Regions from separate parts of the Mus musculus genome. Here region 2 is linked to region 1. Evidence: chromatin contacts called from public HiChIP or PLAC-seq data. All regions are on one chromosome and are shown on one strand. Each heading gives the region's core, a stretch centred on a gene start, on an enhancer-like site or on the middle of the called end of the contact. The rest is flanking DNA. Distances are from core to core; before and after follow the strand shown. Region 1 has its middle 13 kb from the start of Gm26730. Region 2 overlaps Rnf157 (ring finger protein 157).

Region 1 (2,918 bases), core at 215-2,714:
AACTGGAAACTGCTTCCTCTGATGACTCTAGCTGGTGTCAAGCTGACTTTATCTGAATGCAGAGAATTAGAGTCTGTGGGGTGCACAACTCAACCTGGTAAAGCTGTAATGCAACCTACACACACACACACACACACACACACACAGAGAGAGAGAAAGAGAGAGAGAGAGACTGATTCACGGAACGGTTGTAAGAACCCGAGGACCAACAAGACAGTGTCTTGTAGACACAGCAGGGGAAATTACACCCAAGAAATCTCAACAATATGGCTACCTAGACAAGACCAACACAGTGACACCAGTTGGTTCATCAGTGGGAGAAAGTTCTTAAGGTCTCACCCCTGGGGGGAGCTAGAGGGGGAAGGGCATGGTGGGAATGATGTAAATACAGTACTCATGAATGAAATTCTCAGAGAATTTACAAATGTAAATATAGAAGTTAAAAAGAGCCAGGTGTGGTGGCAAACACCATTAGCCCCAGCACTCAGGAGGCAGAAGCTGGCTACCCGCTGTGCTGGCTTGGTCTACATAGGAAGTTCCAGGCCAGCTAAGACTTCGTGGTAAGACCCTGTTTCAGAACACAAAACAAAGTTAAGAAGAGTGTGGCCTGGCTAACTTCCAAAGCCCTAGGTTTAATCCCTAGAGTATCACAAAAAGGCTTTCAGGAGTTACCCAACCGTGCCTGGACACTGGAGGCCACTAGACATACACCCTGCCCCTGCCCTCCACGATGGATCACTTAATCACACATCAGCCACCCACCCAGTGCCCCATTTACACTATGTGCACATCCATACCACATCCACTCACACATACACAACGCTTATTTATTTACACATGTATCATTTCATATGCTCACACACGTATGCACACTAGCTCACACCGTTATCTTTTCAGACCACGGCATTTTCCACTATTCTCCTATCCTGGGCTGGCTCTGGGAAGGGGGTCACCACTCTCCTGCGGGGAGCTTAGAGCCCAGCGCGGTGGGGAAGCAGCGAGCAGGACGGCGTCCACCAGGGGGCGCGCGCCGCTAGGGAGAGAGGAAGTGCAGGCGTCGTCTGGAACCGGGGCAGTTCTTTTTGGACCAGGGGCCTGCGGTCTGGCCCCGGAAGTTTAGTGGGTGCCCAGCGCGCCCCGAATCCCGTGATCGCTAGTCTCCTAGTCCAGCTGGTGCTGCGGGGAGATCAGCTCTGGCCTGGACAGGGGCGCCCTCACAGCCCTGGGCGTGCTCCCTCAGCCCAGGTGCAGTCCAGTTGCAGTCCCCGGAGTGCTCCCATAGCCCAATTGCAGCTCCCAGCGCGATTCCATAGCCCAGTTGCACCTACAAGCATGTTCCCGCAGCCCAGCGCAGCCCCCGGGGCACTCCTGCAACGCAAACGCGGCAGCACGCACTGCTGAAGGGCATGGTCCCCAGGGCTCCTGTTCCCAGAATGTGACTCAGCGCTTTCACATGCTGGGCATCCTGATTTGCATTGTTTGGCAGCGTGGGGTTCAATCCACACATGAGGACAGAGGCTCCCTGACTCCAGGCATAGGGACGTTTGCCCTTGTTCCTGTGCAAGATCACAAACATCGCTGGGGTTTTCAATAACCTGTCTGTGTAGGTAGAGAGAAAACTAGGGAAAGCCTGGGAGGGAAGAGACAGGAAGAGATCCCCCTTCCCTGCTAAGACTGCAGAAAAGAAAGTCCTTTTGAGAATTTGGGATTCACAGCAAATCTATGTCCTGCCAGTCACAGGAGGGACAAGGACTGTGGGGACTGGTTAAAGGAAAAACCACCACAGGGGAATGGCCCACCAGAGAGGCACAGATGTGTCCTGGATTCTGAAGGGTGGGAAGGTGGGTCCCAGGAAGATATCTATTCTGTGAGAAGTAAGGCAGAGATGGCTCTGTCACCAGAGGAGTAAGAACAGGTATCGACTAAGAAAGCTAAGGCACTTTAGAGCAGCTGACTGAGGTAAGATAATGTGGTTTCACCTGATCCGCATGTCTTTAGTCCCTGCACTCAGGAGGCAGAGGCAGGTGGATCTCTGAGTTCGAGGCCAGCCTGGTCTACAGAGTGAGTTCCAGGACAGCCAGGGCTACACAGAGAAACCCTGTCTCAAGACAGATAAAGAAGAATGTGGCTTCGTTGTGACTGGGATACAAGTGAAGAGTCCACACCAGTGCCCCAGGTACTGGAGGTGGCTGGGCAGAGGCAGACCACATTCAGGCTGGGGTCTCCGGAGCTGCTGGATAGGGGTGGGGGTGCAGAGAAGGCCTTTTTCCTCCCCAGCACAACACTTGCAGATCCTTCCTCTGTGGTGGGAAATGGGAGGTCTTAGTCCCTTGATCCAGAACTACCCTGAAGCAAGGGTTCTAGGACCAAGGCTCGGTTTTACTGAGTGTGTTTAAGAGCGCCCTGCGCACCCACAGGAGAGTCTTCCAGCCTGAGGCTCGTCGAGTGACTGATGGAATGAATGAATGAACAGAAAGGCCAAAGAAAGATGTGTGCAGCCGCCATCAGTGTACACCCGACCTGGAAAGACATCACACACACTGATGTGTTAGAATGGCGGGTTGCATCTCAACAGCACGCTAGGCCAAGACAGTTCCACGTGGACGAGGTTTTATTGGGAGAAGAGAGAGAAGGTGGCGGCAGAAAGAGAAGAGGGGGAGAGAGTGTGAGGGAGGGGAGTTCTCCTTATTTATATCGAGAATGACGTAACTCAGGTAAAGGTGGAAAGTGAGCCAAGTGGATGTTGGGAATAGGGTGCCTGTTGCCTTGGCAACCAGTCTGCAGGTTTTGCTGTCACCTATGTGATGTCATAGGTTTGGGAGGTCCTGATGCCAACACATACCACCAGTTGTCTTTAATAAAGACTATCGTTTTTGGGTTTTTGTTTTTTGGGGTTTTTTTGTTTTTTGTTTTTTCGA
Region 2 (2,918 bases), core at 226-2,725, 75 kb after region 1:
TACAGTCATAGATGAACAGGCCTCAGCTAATGTCAAGATACAGAGAGGTCTCATGCTGGTTAATCAACTCATAGATCTTGTCCAGAAACAACTAGATGTATTATGACAAATAACTCAGCAGGGATGTGAACAAAAGTTTCCGGGATTGTGTGTTATTTCCATTCAGTATGTTAAATTTACTAGGACAGCTAATTTGTCAAAAAGTCTTTTTCAGTATATGTTACAGAATTGGATGGCTGAATTTGAACAGACCCTTCGAGGCTTGCCATCATTCAGGTCAACTCCACGCGCTTGGACCTGTCCCTGACCAAAGGATTACCCAATTGGATCTCCTCAGCATTTTCTTTCTTTAAAAAATTGGGTGGGATTAATATTATTTGGAGATACACTTTGCTGTGGATTAGTGTTGCTTCTTTGATTGGTCTGTAAGCTTAAGGCCCAAACTAAGAGAGACAAGGTGGTTATTGCCCAGGCGCTTGCAGGACTAGAACATGGAGCTTCCCCTGATATATCTATGCTTAGGCAATAGGTCGCTGGCCACTCAGCTCTTATATCTCACGAGGCTAGTCTCATTGCACGAGATAGAGTGAGTGTGCTTCAGCAGCCCGAGAGAGTTGCAAGGCTAAGCACTGCAATGGAAAGGCTCTGCGGCATATATGAGCCTATTCTAGGGAGACATGTCATCTTTCATGAAGGTTCAGTGTCCTAGTTCCCTTCCCCCAGGCAAAACGACACGGGAGCAGGTCAGGGTTGCTCTGGGTAAAAGCCTGTAAGCCTAAGAGCTAATCCTGTACATGGCTCCTTTACCTACACACTGGGGATTTGACCTCTATCTCCACTCTCATTAATTTGGGTGGCCTATTTGCTCTTATTAAAAGAAAAAGGGGGAACTGTGGGAAGCCGCCCCCACATTCGCCGTCACAAGATGGCGCTGACATCCTGTGTTCTAAGTTGGTAAACAAATAATCTGCGCATGAGCCAAGGGTATTTACGACTACTTGTACTCTGTTTTTCCCGTGAACGTCAGCTCGGCCATGGGCTGCAGCCAATCAGGGAGTGATGCGCCCTAGGCAATTGTTGTTCTCTTTAAAGAGGAAAGGGGTTTCGTTTTCTCTCTCTCTTGCTTTTTCGCTCTCTTGCTTGCTTTTCTCTTTCTCTTGCTTTTCTCTCTCTTGCTTCTTGCTCTCTTTTCCTGAAGATGTAAGAATAAAGCTTTGCCGCAGAAGATTCTGGTCTGTGGTGTTCTTCCTGGCCGGTCGTGAGAACGCGTCTAATAACAGGAGGGGATGTCAGCCTCTCGGGCAGTGCAGCCCACTCAGCTTTCTACTGTTGTTCTGCCACAGGCCAGTCTGCCTCCCTTGTCTGTTCCAAGATCATCAAACTCAGTCACTTCAGCCCTGTGTCCCTAGCACCTACCACAGAGCTGGCACTGGCAGTTGCTCAGTGACTGTCAAGTTTACAAACACAGGGGTGGCTTAGACTTAAACTCTGCACCTCCCTCTAGGTGAGAGTCCTTTCCCACCAGCCCAGTCAGTCAGTTCCCAAAGCCCCACCCAAGTCCCTCAGCTCAGCACCCAAGCAATCGTTGGCAGCACTCACTCCCACTCTCATTCCTGCAGAACTCAGTCACTGTAGACCTTCTCTCTTAGCTAACGTTTCCTGTTGCGTGTTCTAGCTGCCCCGCTCATGTGGAAGAGAGAGTTCTCCAAAGCAGCAAGAGGCAAAAGACTGATTTACAGCAAGGCAGATCTACTTATAAGACAGGGAGCAAATTTCATGTAAAACATTGGAAAGGTCCCTGGACCAGGCACACAGTCTCTATATGCCAGCTTCTACCGCTACTTGTCTTTCACTGATAAAATAAAATGAGAGGGACTGCAAGTCCCGGGACAGGTAGACACGGTGGCCCAGGCTTGTAATCCTGCATTCAGGAAGCCAAGGTAGACAGACTTGAGTCTAGACCACAGAGTGAGGTCCAAGACAGTCTGTCCTACCAAGTGAACCGATTAAGAAAATAAAATATAATAAACTTGGCATGGTAGTCCACACCTTTAATCCCAGCACTCAGAAGGAAAGGCGGGTAGAGCTCTGTAAGTTCAACCAATCTGGTCTATATAACAAATTCCAGGACAGCCAGACCAGAGCTATGGAATAGAGATGAGGCCTGGAGATGGAGCACTTTCATAAGGCCCTATACCACCACCACCCCCCAAAAAAACCCAAAAAACAAAAAAACCAAACCAAACCCAGTATGTCCTCCCTCGGGTAGGTCTTCATATGAAGAACAGTACCTGGGCCTTCCTCTGCACCCTGACAGCTGTTTTATAAAGCCTCAAGCAGATGCAGAATGGTCCCCATTTCAAGTTTACAGAGCCTAAGGGTTGACTCTGGAGCCTAACATTGCCTTGCATTTCTCAGCAATCCTCTTGCCTCAGCCTCCCAAGTGCTGGCATGACTGCGTGCAACTCCAAAACCAGGGAAACTTCATTCATTCACTCAACAAATATTTGCCAAGGCTTTTCGTTTTGAACCAGGCTCTGTGCTAGGTCCAACACACGACGGTAAACACAGTTCTTGCCTTCACTGGTCAGGACTGCTAAGGAGATGCCCTTAGAAGTGGGAATCCTCAGGAAAGCTCCCTCAGCCTGGCCACACCGAACCCGTAGAGCCCCCTGCCACATCAGCAAACTTGATTTTAACAGGGCTGGGTGCACGGGTCACTGTAGGCCCACAGCCAGTAAAGAGAGTCTACCCTTACCGCCACCGGCCTGTTTCCCAGGAAGTTCAGGTCGCTGTTCTCGCCAAACAGGTAACCCTCCGGATGCGTGGAGTCAAACTTCTCTCCTCCCATGATGAAGTGGCTGGCAAAATAGCTGCCTGGAGAGTGACAGACAAAAAGAGTCAGACAAGCAGAGTGC

The links. HiChIP or PLAC-seq counts read pairs in DNA pulled down with a chosen protein or histone mark.
Region 2: a CTCF HiChIP or PLAC-seq map of CD8 T cells shows a contact between it and region 1, with 8 read pairs. The contact joins two enhancer-like sites. A contact is called at or near these places in 3 of 15 datasets of contacts at CTCF or cohesin (CD8 T cells, large pre-B cells and pro-B cells), 21 of 484 Hi-C or Micro-C datasets (8-cell embryo, B cells, CD8 T cells and 14 more), 12 of 115 datasets of contacts at active chromatin or transcription factors (CD8 T cells, the HPC-7 cell line, the SCID.adh cell line and 7 more) and 3 of 9 other capture datasets (adipose tissue, liver and pancreatic islet).

Annotation. Positions count from the first base shown.
Region 1 is chr11:116,318,152-116,321,069 of GRCm38.p6, forward strand. No RefSeq gene overlaps it. Among named protein-coding and RNA genes, the nearest start is that of Gm26730, 13 kb to the left of the region's middle. Within about 2 kb of position 1,465, at least 147 of the 459 cell types and tissues checked have an H3K27ac peak or open chromatin away from gene starts, as enhancers often do. A contact at or near this core is called in CD8 T cells, embryonic fibroblasts and regulatory T cells, where this site is marked.
Region 2 is chr11:116,393,431-116,396,348 of GRCm38.p6, forward strand. It overlaps Rnf157 (ring finger protein 157), which reads right to left. Exons shown (of 19, transcript NM_027258.1): 2 at 2,759-2,877. Among named protein-coding and RNA genes, the nearest start is that of Rnf157, 18 kb to the right of the region's middle. Within about 2 kb of position 1,476, at least 58 of the 459 cell types and tissues checked have an H3K27ac peak or open chromatin away from gene starts, as enhancers often do. A contact at or near this core is called in CD8 T cells, embryonic fibroblasts and regulatory T cells, where this site is marked.